Regions from separate parts of the Mus musculus genome. Here region 2 is linked to region 1. Evidence: chromatin contacts called from public HiChIP or PLAC-seq data. All regions are on one chromosome and are shown on one strand. The core of a region is the stretch at or near the end of the contact, and the rest is flanking DNA. Distances in the headings are between cores, read along the strand shown. Region 1 overlaps Arhgef10l (Rho guanine nucleotide exchange factor (GEF) 10-like). Region 2 overlaps Padi2 (peptidyl arginine deiminase, type II).

The links. HiChIP or PLAC-seq counts read pairs in DNA pulled down with a chosen protein or histone mark.
Region 2: a contact with region 1 is called in a FOXA1 HiChIP or PLAC-seq map of pancreatic cancer cells. The contact joins two enhancer-like sites. A contact is called at or near these places in 3 of 115 datasets of contacts at active chromatin or transcription factors (bone marrow-derived macrophages, cardiomyocytes and pancreatic cancer cells).

Annotation. Positions count from the first base shown.
Region 1 is chr4:140,632,236-140,638,841 of GRCm38.p6, reverse strand. All of the region lies in intron 1 of Arhgef10l (Rho guanine nucleotide exchange factor (GEF) 10-like), which reads left to right. Among named protein-coding and RNA genes, the nearest start is that of Arhgef10l, 30 kb to the left of the region's middle. Within about 2 kb of position 3,626, at least 50 of the 459 cell types and tissues checked have an H3K27ac peak or open chromatin away from gene starts, as enhancers often do. A contact at or near this core is called in pancreatic cancer cells, where this site is marked.
Region 2 is chr4:140,944,750-140,951,478 of GRCm38.p6, reverse strand. It overlaps Padi2 (peptidyl arginine deiminase, type II), which reads right to left. Exons shown (of 16, transcript NM_008812.2): 14 at 4,716-4,801; 15 at 2,139-2,267; 16 at 1-1,788. The coding sequence ends at 1,555. It overlaps Gm13031 (predicted gene 13031), which reads left to right. Exons shown (of 4, transcript NR_045911.1): 2 at 1,490-1,638; 3 at 3,015-3,122; 4 at 3,386-3,813. Among named protein-coding and RNA genes, the nearest start is that of Gm13031, 9.8 kb to the left of the region's middle. Within about 2 kb of position 3,193, at least 70 of the 459 cell types and tissues checked have an H3K27ac peak or open chromatin away from gene starts, as enhancers often do. A contact at or near this core is called in pancreatic cancer cells, where this site is marked.

The sequences.
Region 1 (6,606 bases), core at 2,377-4,876:
TGGCAGAATGGCTGCCATGTGAGGGGGAGCCCTTTGAGGCCCCGCTCTGAGTTGCCCTTGCCCCCTGCAGCCCCCTGAGGCTCCTCTTGGCTATGTGCCTGGTCACTGGTACTGCCCTGATGGGGAGGTCTCTGGATGTGAGGCGGGTGCTTGACCTGCATCTGTAGAGATGCCCAGGCCAGCAGACCTGGCTGGGCCCAGCTCTACTAAGCTCCTGGGACTTTGGCTTATTCATTTGTCTTTCATTCAGGAAATATTTGTCGAGATCTATGAAGGGCGGCCCCGAGAACACAACCGTCTCCAGTCATAGCCTGACGTGTTGGTGAAAGGCACAGGTGGTCATAGAGATGGCGTAAGCCGGGGTGGGAAACAGGTGCCTGCAAGATATGGGAGTCAGACTGAAAACGGGGAGGCAGCAGGGATTCCTGGGGATCTGAGCTCTTCTAGTATGTTCCAGGTTGGAGTAGAGTTCCAAAGCACTTCTGATGACTTCCTGTCATTTCTTCATCCACTTGTTCTTCTATCTTCTCTAATATTCACCTGCCCTGGCACCTATGCAGCTGTTTACTTACCCATCCGTCCGTCCATCCATCCATCCATCATCTACCCACCCATCCATCTATCTACCCATCCATCCACCCATCCATCCATCCATCCACACATCCACCCATCTATCCATCCACTCATCCATCCACCCATCTATCCATTCACCCTTTAACCCACCCACCTATCCAAAACCCATCCATCAACTCACCTATCACCCCTCTTCTATCCATCCCTTTCATTCACCTACCCACACTTCCATCCATGCACTGATCCATCTACCCATCTACCATGCACTGTTCCACTCATCCATCCATTCACACATCCATTTAGACATTCATTCACCTGTCCATCTACCCCACCCACACTCCCACCCACCCATCTATCCACCCACCCACACATTTATCATTTATCCTCCAGTCCACACATCTCACCCACTCACCTGTCTATCCATCCTTTATCCTCCATCCTCCCACCCAGCTCTGGCTCCTCAGTGTGTGCTGGGGACCCTCAGGGACCTCGACAGATAGAGAGGAAGTATAATCACTTCCCTCTGGGGGTCAGAAAACAAAGCAAATGGCTGAGGCTCTGAATTTCAGGTGCTCAGAAGGGCATGTGCTGGCTATCCTGTGGTCATCATGGGAAGCATTTAGCCTGGGCTGAGGCTCGAGAGAGGTAGTGAGTGGGAGGATCCCAGGCAGATGAGGTGGGGACAGCCTTAGATTGGACGGAGGGTCCAGTCCCTGGGGGCTGGGCAGGTGGGCATCTCTTCCATTGCTAAGCTTAAGCTACGTTTGTCTTCCCCTTCCCACAAGGCTTGGTCCACAGGATCTGCCAACAAACGGTGGGAGCAGCAGATGGGTCAGAACAGAGCCTCTGAGGCACACGGAGGAGCTAGGCTCTGTGGGGCCATGAGCTGGGTGGAGGCGGGGAATGTCACTGTTACACGCTGTCCTGGCTACGCAGACCAAACTGAGGGGTCCCAGCCTTCTCCCTTCCTCCTCTGCCCTTCTTTGGCATTCTCATGCCCCGGGCATAGTGGGGGATGTGTAATGAGTGGGTCATGTAGAGGTGATGGCTGAGACCCTGAGCCTCTTCAATTATTTCTGCCATGTGTGTCATGGGCTAAGTGTCTCAGCCTCTCTCCATTTCTACTTAGTTTTTCTATTTTGGGTAATAGCAGTTGTTGCATGGACTAAGAGATTCATATGGATGATGCGCAGAGTATAGTTAGCACGGAGTGACGGTTGCAGGCTGCCTGGCCTCTGTGGCTGGTATTAACAGTCTCAATGAGGGAAGACTAGACCCAAACCCCACCTATACCTCAGACGGACACCAGGACCTCTCAGCAGGCTGGCTCATTGCTCTGAGCTCAGGTTTCCCATCTGTCTGGGGAGAGACAACCCAAGAGGCCAGGAGCCTTAGCGTCTGACTCATTTGCGTTGTGGCTTCTCCCTGAGGTTGGAAAACACAGGGCCAAACAGGCAAAGTGAACTCTGGGTTTGATGAGGGTCATGGGGTCATGCAGTGACCATAGAGACTGTGGTCAGCTGTGGTCTCTATAGTTCATGTGCTCATGCCCCCCCTCCCCCCAACAGTGTCACGTGCCTGAGATCTTCACAGCTGGGTGCTCTGGCTGGGGTGCTGCCCTGGCTACCATCTTCCATGGACTCATACTCTATCCCCCTCTCCCTCACTTCCTGCTTGGCCCATACTCTTAGGTTGGCTCTGAATTTCAGGTGCTCAGAAGGGCATGGGTGGGTGGGGCATGCTTGATGCGCTGTGAGATCTGGGTCACTGCAGGTAAATATTAACCCATATATCTGGCTTCCATCACAAACTTGTCTGGACTGGCTTTGGGGGACTTGGCTGAATTACAGGCCAGCCAGGGAGGAGAGGGCACCTACTCTGTACTAGGGAGTATGTTCTGGATCTAACCTTGTTCAGGACTGCTGCTAGCTCAGGGTCACACAGCAATGGGGGTGGTCCCGTGGCTTGGCTTTCCTGCAAAATCCTGCTTGTGTCACTGGGACCTGGAGCATCCTGGCTGTCTGACCTATCCCAGGATGCCTTGACTGAGTGATGCCTGAAGTTTGCCTTCTGCCATGCTGATGTGAGGTGGTGCCAGACTTGCTCAGTACATCTTCATGGTAGAACACCATGGGCTCTCCTGAGTCTGGGTTGGGACCTAGGAGTAACCCCTCCCCCCCCAACTAGCCAACCAGGCATCACTGGAAGGTCACTCATTGGGTACCGCAAGAACCCAGGTGTTGAATTACATGCACGCAGCTAGCGTGCAGCTTGGGTCTCTGGTACCTGGGCTCCAGCCTCTGAGTTTTTCTTGTGTCTTTGTCACATTCAGTGTGAGGGGATCCTCTGAGAGGCAGGAACAGAGCCCCATGTCCAAGATGGTGTGAGGACCGAGTGATGGGTACTCATAAGAGTAGGCGCTTGTGGTATGTGTACGGTGTGTGTGTGTGCGAGTGTTTGTGTTTGTGTGTGTATGTATGAGTGTGTGTGTGCACGTGTGCATGAGTGTGTGAGTGCACGAGTGTACGTGTGTGAGTGTGGTGTGTATGTGTGTGATGTGTGTGGTGTGTGTGTGTGTGTGTGTGTGTGTGTGGTGTGTGCGTGCAGGTGTGTTCAACTTTACCCAGGTTCTCAGTGGTCACTCCTTATGGCTGAGAGCCACACTGGGGCTGAGATACCTAAGTCTACTCCCCCATGGTATTGGCTGCTGTAGACAGGACAGATAGGGGTCAGTCCACTAAAGGGCCCTGAGGGGAGAGAAGTTGGGCTTTGCCTGCTCACGGAGGCAAACGGAAACGCTGGCTTTGCCTGCTCACGCTCTTGCAGTCAGAGGTGACCCAGTAGCCCTGTTCAGGAACGTCCTCACTCCCATCTCACAGGGAGGGGTCACATCAGAACGCCAAGGTCACCAATATCATGCCATAGCTGCTGGGCGTTGGTGGCGAAGGCACATGACCCAACATGAGGCCCAACTGGTCCCGATGTGGCTTGGGGTGGGTTGGGTTTCCTGGCTTTCTGGCATGAGCTGGAGCCAGCTCCGCATGGCATATTCTTGGGGACATGAGTCACAAGGCCAGCCTTCCTCTGCAGACTGGTCTTCATTTCACTTTCTGCAATTTCCCCCCCTAATATGGTCTCTTGTGGTTTCCACTTTCCCCTGCTGGGTGCCTTGTCCTGAAAACCTGGCAGGAGTCGTTCCCTGGAAGACGCTATGTATGGGTCTATGGAGGACTGTCCCTGGGCAGCCAGATGGAGGCCGGGGGGCCACGTGGCTCAGGGCAGTGCTTTGAGTATCCTGAGCACTGGCTTTCCCAGTGAGGATGCTGCAGGCTGGGTGTGTCTCATCCCAGGGGCCGTGCTTCTCCTGGCATAGCCAATATCTGAGAGGAGTCTGCTGCATTAAGGACAGGGACAGGGCCTCCTGGGCAACACCCTCTGGGGTTGGGTTGTCACGGGAAGGGAGGCAGCCAGACACACAGGGAGAGATGAGAGGGCTCAATCTGCATTGCCAGGGACCTGGGGAAGGAAGGACGCTGTGAGCAGGGAATATTCTGTACAGGAGTGATGATCCTGGCTCCTTGGTGTTTCAAAGGGGAAAGTGGAGCTGCTGGGGTGGGAGCAAGATACCCCAGCAAGGGACCTGGACTCCAGGCAATACACTCACCCCAAGTGAGGAGCAGGGCAGCTGGGCAGAGTGGCCGGAGCAAAGGCAGTTGGAGGACACTGACTGTTCTAGTACAGCCATACCGCTACAACTGTACACCATGGCACCGAGGCTGGACAAGCATCCTCTGGGAGGCCATCCTGTGCACCGTGGAGTGTTCGGCCCCCACTCCCCTGGTGCTAGAATCACCCCCTCCTCCACCCAGTTGCGGCTTCATCCCCCCTCCTCCCTCACGAGATCCAGTGGCTTACCAGGCACCTTAGTGTGTGTTCACAACCTCAGCGCTTGGAAGACCCGAGGCAGGAGGGTTGAGGCAGGATTGCTGTGAGTTTGAGCCCAGCTAGGACTACACAGCCAGAGCAGGTCTGAACCTCTCTACTTTCAAAATAAAATCCCAGTTTTTGGGTTGGATGCACAGGAAATCTGCAGATGTGTGAACTGAGGGGAGGGGACATATTGGAACCCAGTGGTGACCCTCTCACCCCCACCCCACCCCTGGGAGGAGCAAAGGAACCAGAGGAGCCCCACCCTCCCATCGTCCTTCTGTGGAGATGCTCTGCAGGTATCTGTGAGGTGAAGGGTCCTCAGGGTTGACTGGAGCTCTGCCCGGTCTGCATGTCCTCTTGATGGATGCAGTGGGCAGCCATCAGCTGTGACCTGGAGTACCAGGGAGGAGCCTTGGACCTGGAGAGTTGAGTTGGAATGGGGGATGGGAGGGCGGTCTGCTGGAGCCTCAGTATGCCCTGGAATGCTTCCTGACTTTATGGCTCCTGTGAGCATAGGGCCAAGGTTGTGTCACATGACAGCATCTTCCCAGAGCCTCATGTCGTGGCTGGGTCATAGGAGCCATCATCATCATCATCACCACCACCACCACCATCATCATCATTTTGCTTTGATTTCTATGACAGGATCTCATGTAGTCCAGGCTGGTCCCTTACTCACTATGTAGCCAAGGCTGACCTTGAATGCCTGATCGAATTGCCTTCCAAGTGCTGGGATTATGGGTATGGGCCACGGTGTCTGGTTATTCCGTAGTCCTTGGCACATAATTGGGTGGCTGAAAGTCAAAGAGGGAGGCCGGCTTTTCCTGCTACTCCTCTGAGTAGACGCAGATCCAAATGGGATATGAGACTACTGACCTCGGTTGCCAGGTTTGAGCCTTTGACTTGGAAGACGGTGTCCTTGTCCCTTGCAAGAGCTGCCGGCCATGGGACAACCTTGGATGCAACTGTACTGTGAAGTCGTGGTAGGTAGCATCCGTGTGGTGATCTGGGCACCACCCCTATTTCAACACCTTTTAGTTTAAATTGTTCTGGGTGTGGGCAGCATATGGGGAGGGAGCTGTCCATCTCTCCTGCCCGGGCCATAGGTCTCTGACAGATCACTCGGGCATTGTGCATGTCCCTGAGTGGGTCTGCTGGCCGAAGGGACTTTGCTGGTCCAAACGTTAGCAAACTTTGCTGGCCGTATGTGTGTGTGTATGCATGTATGTTTGTATAATTATTTTTTGGGTGTGCATCTACACACATGTGCACATGTATATGCATGCACGCTACATGTAGAATGTCCCTGGGATTGAACTTAGGCTGTCAGCCTTGGTGGCAAGCTCCTTTACCCGCTGAGCCATTTTGCCTGCCCAAGCCAGTTATTTTTCAGGCCTGAGAAGGAAGTGTAGGCTTCGGTCCCCGTGCTTGTGGCTCTCTCTGGGGATGGGTACCGGGCTTGTGGCTCTGCAAGTGACCCAGTGCAGCCTGTACAGGCTCAAGGGCTGGAGGTCCTCTCCCCGCCACCCCACAACCATGGTCATTGCTGTATTTACATAATGAAAGACAGACCACCTTGCTGTCTAGATTTCAACTTCTGCCTCTCTCCTATTGAGTCTCCACCCCCTTGTCCTGGAATCACAGTTGTAAAGAGGACAGGAGGCTTGGAGAGCTAAGGGTTAGCTCACCATTGGGCCATAGTGGCTATCCCAGGATGCATTAGCTGTCTCTCATTCCCCACAGTGAGAACTGCTCTCGACCAGACACTGCAGGGAGGCCTGGCCAACACACACCCTTCACTATCCCAGGAAGGGCAATGAGGGGCTGGGGGGGGGGAGTGTGAGGCAGAGCACTGTAGTCTGGGAACTATGTGATTATTTATTCATTCAATAAGTAGTTATTAAGCACCTACTGTGTCCAGGTTCCCGCCAAGGCATTTTATAGGAATGGCTACTTTATTGATTTGTCTATTTATTTGCAGTGCTAGGGCGTCCTATGGCTCATTTAACTCTTCCTGTGCCCTGTGTGGTAAGGGCTTTCAGTGGAAGAGGAAGCCAGGATCAGATAAATGAACTAGTGTGCTTCAGGGTCCTGCCCTGCTCA
Region 2 (6,729 bases), core at 1,944-4,443, 310 kb before region 1:
ATAAAATAAATAAATAAATCTTTAATAAAAAAAAATAATGTAGGTCTGTAACCCTTTCTTTGGTTATAAAATGGAGCTGTTTAACCTTTCAAAGTAGAATTAATATTTCCTATCTTCTTGGCCTTAAAGGACCTTTTTTATTTAAAATTTTTTTTTATTTTTTAAATATCATTTATTTTACTTTACTTGGATGTGTGCTTGAGTGTGTGTATGTGAACCATGTATGTGCAGAAGCCCGTGGAGGTCAGATGAGAGCATTGGACCCCCTGGAACTAGAGTTATAGGTAGTTGTGAGCCACCACCTGGGTGCTGAGAACTGAACCCCGGTACTCTGCAATAGCAGATTGTGCACCACCGGGCCCTATCTCTCCAGACCCTAACAAATGTATTTATGTGTATGGGTTTGTACACATGTGTGCAGTGCCCTCAGGGGCCAGAACGGGGTACTGGAGCCTCTGGATCTGGGATTACAGACAGTTGCAGGTGTTGAGAACTGCACTTGGGTCCTCTCCAAGAGCAGGGAGCATTTTTAATTGCTGAGCCATCTCTGCAGCTCCTGGGGGTCTTTCTAATGGAAGCCGAGGGGTAAATTTGCCTGTATCTGGATGGGAGCCTTTGGAAAGCATGCTGGGAAATTCCTCCTCTGGAGCAGCAGCTAGCTGGAAAGGGAGCACTGAGGCTGGAACGTGGCCAGCATCCTTGGACACTGGGGCCAGCATCCATGAGGAGAGATAGGCTGCTTCTCAGGCTCTCGGGAGGCCTGGATCTGGCTGTGTAGCTGCTGGAGGGACAAATGTCCAGAACAGGAAGGTCAATGTCCAAAATAGGAAGAGCAATGAGCCCAAGAACTGGCCAGAGAATTGAGGACCAGGTGAGAGAACAGAAATAGCATTGACAGGCAGGAGCATCTTCATATACCGAACTTTAGACCGTGGATGCTAGTCTGAGACCTCCCCTTTCTCCTAAATTTGGGCAGCCCGCATCCACAGAAAGTGAAGAACGCTCCTCTGCTAAGACCTATTTCTGGAAGATTCTGTGCTGAATGATTGGACCCTCAGGGAGTGGGGACGCAACGTGTACGGGAAACTGTAAGGAATGAACAGGTGCAGGGAGCCAGCCACCAGGAGACCCCGAGGGAGGTGAGCTTGAAGTGAGGGTACCATCCAAGGTACTCCAGGACCCTCTCCTGGTCTACCTTGAATGTCAGATGGATGCTGGGAGAGCCAATGACCTCAGAGCCTCCCTTCTCCCTTCCCTCATTCTGGCCTGGAGTAGAGGCTGAGAATTCCTGGGGACAATCTGACTACATGATTTGTTGATGTCCCCTTTCCCTGGCCAGGGCTCTGCACACTAACCACATGTCCCACTAGTTTTAGGTGGAGGATGGCTGGGCTTACTGGGGTGGGGGTGGGGCTTCAGTGGACACTGAGGTCCTTCTCCAGGGGACAGCAAGGCACATATATCCCCCAATCCCATCTGCTTCTTGTAGGGGAAGGACTTGGGGGTACAGGAAGGACCCAGAGACCGCAGCGGAGGAGGAAAAGGAAAAGGCAGTCAGGGCACCATGTGCCACCACTTGAAGGTGAACGGCTTCCTGCGGACATTGGTGCCACAGTGAACCTCTCCCAGGAACTTGTGGTAGGCGGAGATGTCATCGATGAACGTGCAGGCGAGGCCCAGGGGCTCCAGCAGGCCTCGAACGTGCGTCTCCAGGCAGCACTCCTCCTCCACCTGGGGCCCGAAAGGCTTGGGGATGCCCAGGTCCTTGTCTAGCACGATCATGTTCACCTGGGAGGGGAGCGAGTGTTTAGGGAGCAGCCACTGTTTGCCTGAGGGCGTCAAGTCCTATCTATGTAGGGCGTGTTGTCAGGGATCCTCCTCTAGAGGTGGGGAAACACAGGCACAGATTCTGAGCTGTGATAGTTTTTGCCAAGCACTCTCCTGTCTAGAGTAATGGGCCAGGGGATAGACACCTAGTAAGAAAGCAAGGCTAAGCATGTCACCCCTAGCAGGGAATGGAGAGGCTCAGAGAGGGCAAGGGTCAGAGGTGAGGTTACCCAGCAACTCAGCTGGGCCCTTCTGGGGCTGTTTGCACCCTGCTGGGGGTGGCATGAGGGGTTGGGGCTGGAGTATCTCACCATGTTAGGGAAGAAAGCCCTGGCCTGGTGATTTTCATCCATCTTGAAGAGCGCGGGCAGGTCAATAATGTCCTTCTCAGTCAGCGCTAGCTCCCTCTTAAGGATGTCGCGGTTCCAGTCCAGACAGCGCTGGGGGAGGGGGAAAGAGGAAGCGTTGAAGTCCGGGGACACACACACCTGCTTAGCTGGTATCCCTGTCACCTCTCCAGCATCTCCCCCCAGGGATAAGAAAAAAAAAAAAAAAAAAAGACAATCCATTCCTCATTTTTTGAGACAGTCTCTCTTTGTAGCTCTGGCTGTCCTAAAACTTTATATAGACCAAGCTGGCCTTGAACTCACAGAGATTCAAAGGTACTAGGCCTAAAGGCATATGTCACTATGCCTGGCTTAATGGACCATTTTCAAAAAGTGACTTGAGGCACAGCTACAAATGGACAGAAAACTCTCCTGCTAATGCTTGCCAGTCTAGCTACAACCCCTTCCAACTTAAACTTTGCAGTAGAAAACTGCAGCAGGTGAGCTCGCCTGCAACCCACAGATGGCCCTGACCACGGGAAACAGGCCGTAAGCCAGAGCCTGAACTCTGCACAGTCTTCACTGAAAACCAGACAAACTTTAAGTGGCAGAGGCCCAGGTGACCCTGGAGGATTTTGCTCTCCTGCTCACTCAGCTAAGGAGGACAGCAGGGAGGGGTGGGGCCTTAGTGCTTAAACTCTCCTCCGCTGTCAATTACCGCACCTGCCGTCTGGGCTTTGCAAAGCTGTAAGATTTTGATACTAGGCTTCTCCAGAGCTCTTACTTACTACAGTGTGTGTGTGTGTGTGTGTGTGTGTGTGTGTGTGTGTGTGTGTGTGTGTGTGTCTTTGTTTCTTGCAGGGATCATGGAGGGATAGTCAGAGGTCAGCCCCAGTGAGGCGTTGGCTCAGCTTCAGCGGGTCCTGCTTCAGAGAGTGGCTGGGTTGTACCAACTTCTCTGACCTTCAGGTGAGAGCTAACTAGTTGTCTCTTACCATTTCCTCCTACCTCAGTGATTAAGCCTAGAGTGGGATGGGGGGTGGGGGGCGGAGGGGGATGCGGTTTATAGTGACTCATGACTGAGCAAACTGGTACTGGGAAACTCCCTGACCATGTTCATCAGTTCAGGTTGACACCCCCCCCCCCAGGCAGAGTGAGATGCAGGCCATCTAAGAGCTCTGTATTCGAGGGTGCTGTGCGGGTATTTATGTAAGGCTTTGAACCTCCCGCAGCCATGAGGGTACCTGCACATACCGACCAACAGAGCTAGCACAGCTGGAGCTCTGATCAGCCTGTGCCTGAAGTCCACACAACCATAGGACTTTGAACAAATTCTGCCCAGCCCTGACCAAGGCCCTGTGTTGAGACTCCTGCCCACTTCCCTCACTTCTGCTGCCTGACTCAGTGGCCCACTGTGACCCACAACCTGACAGCAAGGTCAGGACAGATTCTAAAGATAAAGCCCGCCCTGTCTAGGCAAACAACTCCGGGAGAGAGAAACTTGGGGTTTGCACGCAACCCAAGTTAAGTTGCACCTAACTTTTCCCTCCCCTCCCCTTTTATATAAACCCCAAGAACCCCTCCCCCTTCCACAGACACCCCTTTCTTGCTGTGTCTGCCCCTCCCTGTTTTAAATAAACAGTCCAGTCTGTTGAGGTCAGCCTCCGGTCTGTTTTCTGCCTCTTGACTCTTCAAATTGACTTAGAAATCTAACACCTTGCATGCTTAGGAGCCAAGTGGGCATTTACTTTGCACTGGATCTGCTTTCTCTCTCTCTCTCTCTCTCTCTCTCTCTCTCTCTCTCTCTCTCTCTCTCTCTCTCTCTCTCTCTCTCTCTCCTCTATCTCTCTTTCTCTTTCTTTCTTCCTTTCTTCCTTTCTTCCTTTCTTCCTTCCTTCCTTCCTTCCTTCCTTCCTTCCTTCCTTCCTTCCTTCCTTCCTTCCTTTCTTCCTTTCTTCCTTTTTGTTTGTTTGAGACAGGGTTTCTCTGTGTGTTGCTCTGGCTGCCCTGGAACTGAAGACCAGGCTGACCTTGAACTCACAGATCCACCTGCCCCTGGCTTAACCTAGATCATCATAAAACGAAATCCAAGGTTTTCTTTCTTTCAAGACAAGAGCTCTCCCAATGGAGCTACTTCTCCTGGGCGCTGGGTTTAATGTCTGGTGCAACGTTTAAGACTCGAGCAGACTGTCACACCCACAGCAGTCCCTCAGGGTTGTGTGAGCTGCCGAAGCTTCAGTGTGAGGGATGGGCTCAGGCCACCGCTATTCAGGCAACAAGTCTGAAGCTTTGGTGTGGCTCTAAGGGGCGTGTCTGCTCCGAGCACTTGTCTGATAGAACTCTGGGCCTACAAGTACAACTGCTTTCCCATCTCCTGCTGGGTTCGAGGCTCCTTGAGCCCACCGCTGCGCTTCTGGATCTACTACACAGCAAGTAGATCCAGCAGGTGCTTGCTGGTCTCTCTGGGCCAGAAGCCTCGAGCCCCTGACCTTTCCCATAGAACCAGCCTCTGCCAAGACCTCACACAGTCTGCCATCCCTTCCTGCCCTCCCACCGCTGTACCTGGAAGTACTGGTTCTCCTGCGTGAGGCTCTCATTGGACAGGATCTTGTTGATGGTGATGCGCTTGCTGCTCATGCCTCCCAGGCCTGTGGGGGTCAGAGGGTGACAGTAAATCTCAGGTGCCTGCCTGGGTGTCCCATCTGAGCTATTTGCTGGCAGTGGAGGGGGGTGGGGAATGGGGTGGGAGTGAGGTGGGGGGAATGGATGGGGAAGAGGGGTGATCTCCTTCTACCCAGGGAGGCATGTGTGTCCCCCTCTCCAGACCAACCATGTCTCCTAAGCCAGGAATGGGGGTGCAGGCACCTTGTGCTCTCTGGCAGGAGGAGAAGTCACCTGGGTGCCCCCTTTGAATGTTAGCAGCTGACCAGGGTTCAAACACCCCTCCTGTTACTCAGTGCTGGCCCTGGAGAGAGCCTGCCTCTGACTCTAGCTCCATAGCCTGGAGGCTTTAGGTCAGATTAGTGACATCCAAGTGCCTGCAGTCTGTTCTTTGGTCGGAAGCCAGGACCTTGTATACACTAGATAAGTAATCTTTTAAATGCTAGCCGTGCTCCCCAGACAGTCTTCCCCATGTTCCTGTGAGGTAGCTGCTACTGTTAAAGGTGAGGAAGCTGCGTTTCCCTACACAGCAAGTGGCCACACAGGCAGCCGGACCACAAGGCTGTGAGCCTTGTATATTTGATTAACATTATTTTTTCCTTTTAGTTTTTTTTTTCTTATGGGTTGGCTTTGAACCTACAACCTTCAGCCTCCACCTCCCGAGTGCTAAAAGTGTTATATTTTATTTATATATAGCCTGTCAGCTCTCTGCATGGCCCAGACTTGTAGCGTCACAACACCAAAGAGACCAGGGCTGTGGGACCCTGCCCCTGTGCTGCCACCACGCCACAGTCCTCTCCGTGACTCTATGGCATTAATATTTCTAACCATGGTGTGTGGAGGCAGCATTTGAGGCAAGCTTAAGATAGAAAGGAAACTTCTAGAAAGCCAAGCCTTACACCTGCCAACGCAGAAAAAAAAACTTGCCACCAGGAGGCTAGAACAGGATAGCAGTGTTATCTATCTATCTGTCTGTCCATCCATCTATCCATCCATCCATCCATCCATCCATCCATCTATCTATGTTTGTTATTTTAGTTTTATCACAGCCTTGGCTGTCCTGGAACTCACTGTGTAGACCAGGCTGGCCTTGAACTCAGAGATCCACCTGCCTCTGCCTCCCGAGTGCTGTGGTTAAAGGTGTGCACCACCACTGCCCGGCTAGGATGGCAGTCTTACGTGGATCTGTCCTGGACACGGGCAGCATTCCAGTCCCACTCCTTGGACACAGGACAATAGCATAAGCATTACCCAGTGACTATGAGTGTCAGGATACTAAGCTACCATGTGGCAGGAAGTGGTAAGACACAGTGACTGATACATTGTGTCTATTTTACCACAGCAAGAGTGCAGATGTGCTGTGGCATTTCTCACCATGCCGCCTGGCAGGGTTTCCCTCAGCAGAGTCTCTTTCTCATGATTAATTCAGGTACAGAGCTCATCCCTGGGTCTGCCCCACTTAGGAGGGAGACAGAGCCTCACTGGAGGAGACAGAGCCTCATTCCAGACCCAGCAGATGCTATGTCGCTCCACTTAGGAGGGAGACAAAGCCTCACTCCAGACCCGGCAGGGCAGGCGTGATGTCAGCTGAAACCACTTCCCTTCCTGGGCCTCCAGCATCGACACTGTTTCTCTCCCCCCTTTACTGTTCTGGGGGTGGATGGGGTATGGCAGAAGGGATGTGGCTTAGCAGAAGAGTGCATGACCATCTCAGAAGGTCCTGGCTTCCATCCCGCTGTCTTGAAAACCCAAGCTTCTGGGCTCAGATCATGTGGCAGTCATTTGGGTCCTTCCGTCCCTCTCTAGGTCTGGTGCTCTTTCAGATATCAGTTCTGAAGATACACTTTGCCCTTCTCTATTTTGAGACAGGGTTACATGACCCTGGAGTTAGGACCCTTCTGCCTTTGTCTGTGAG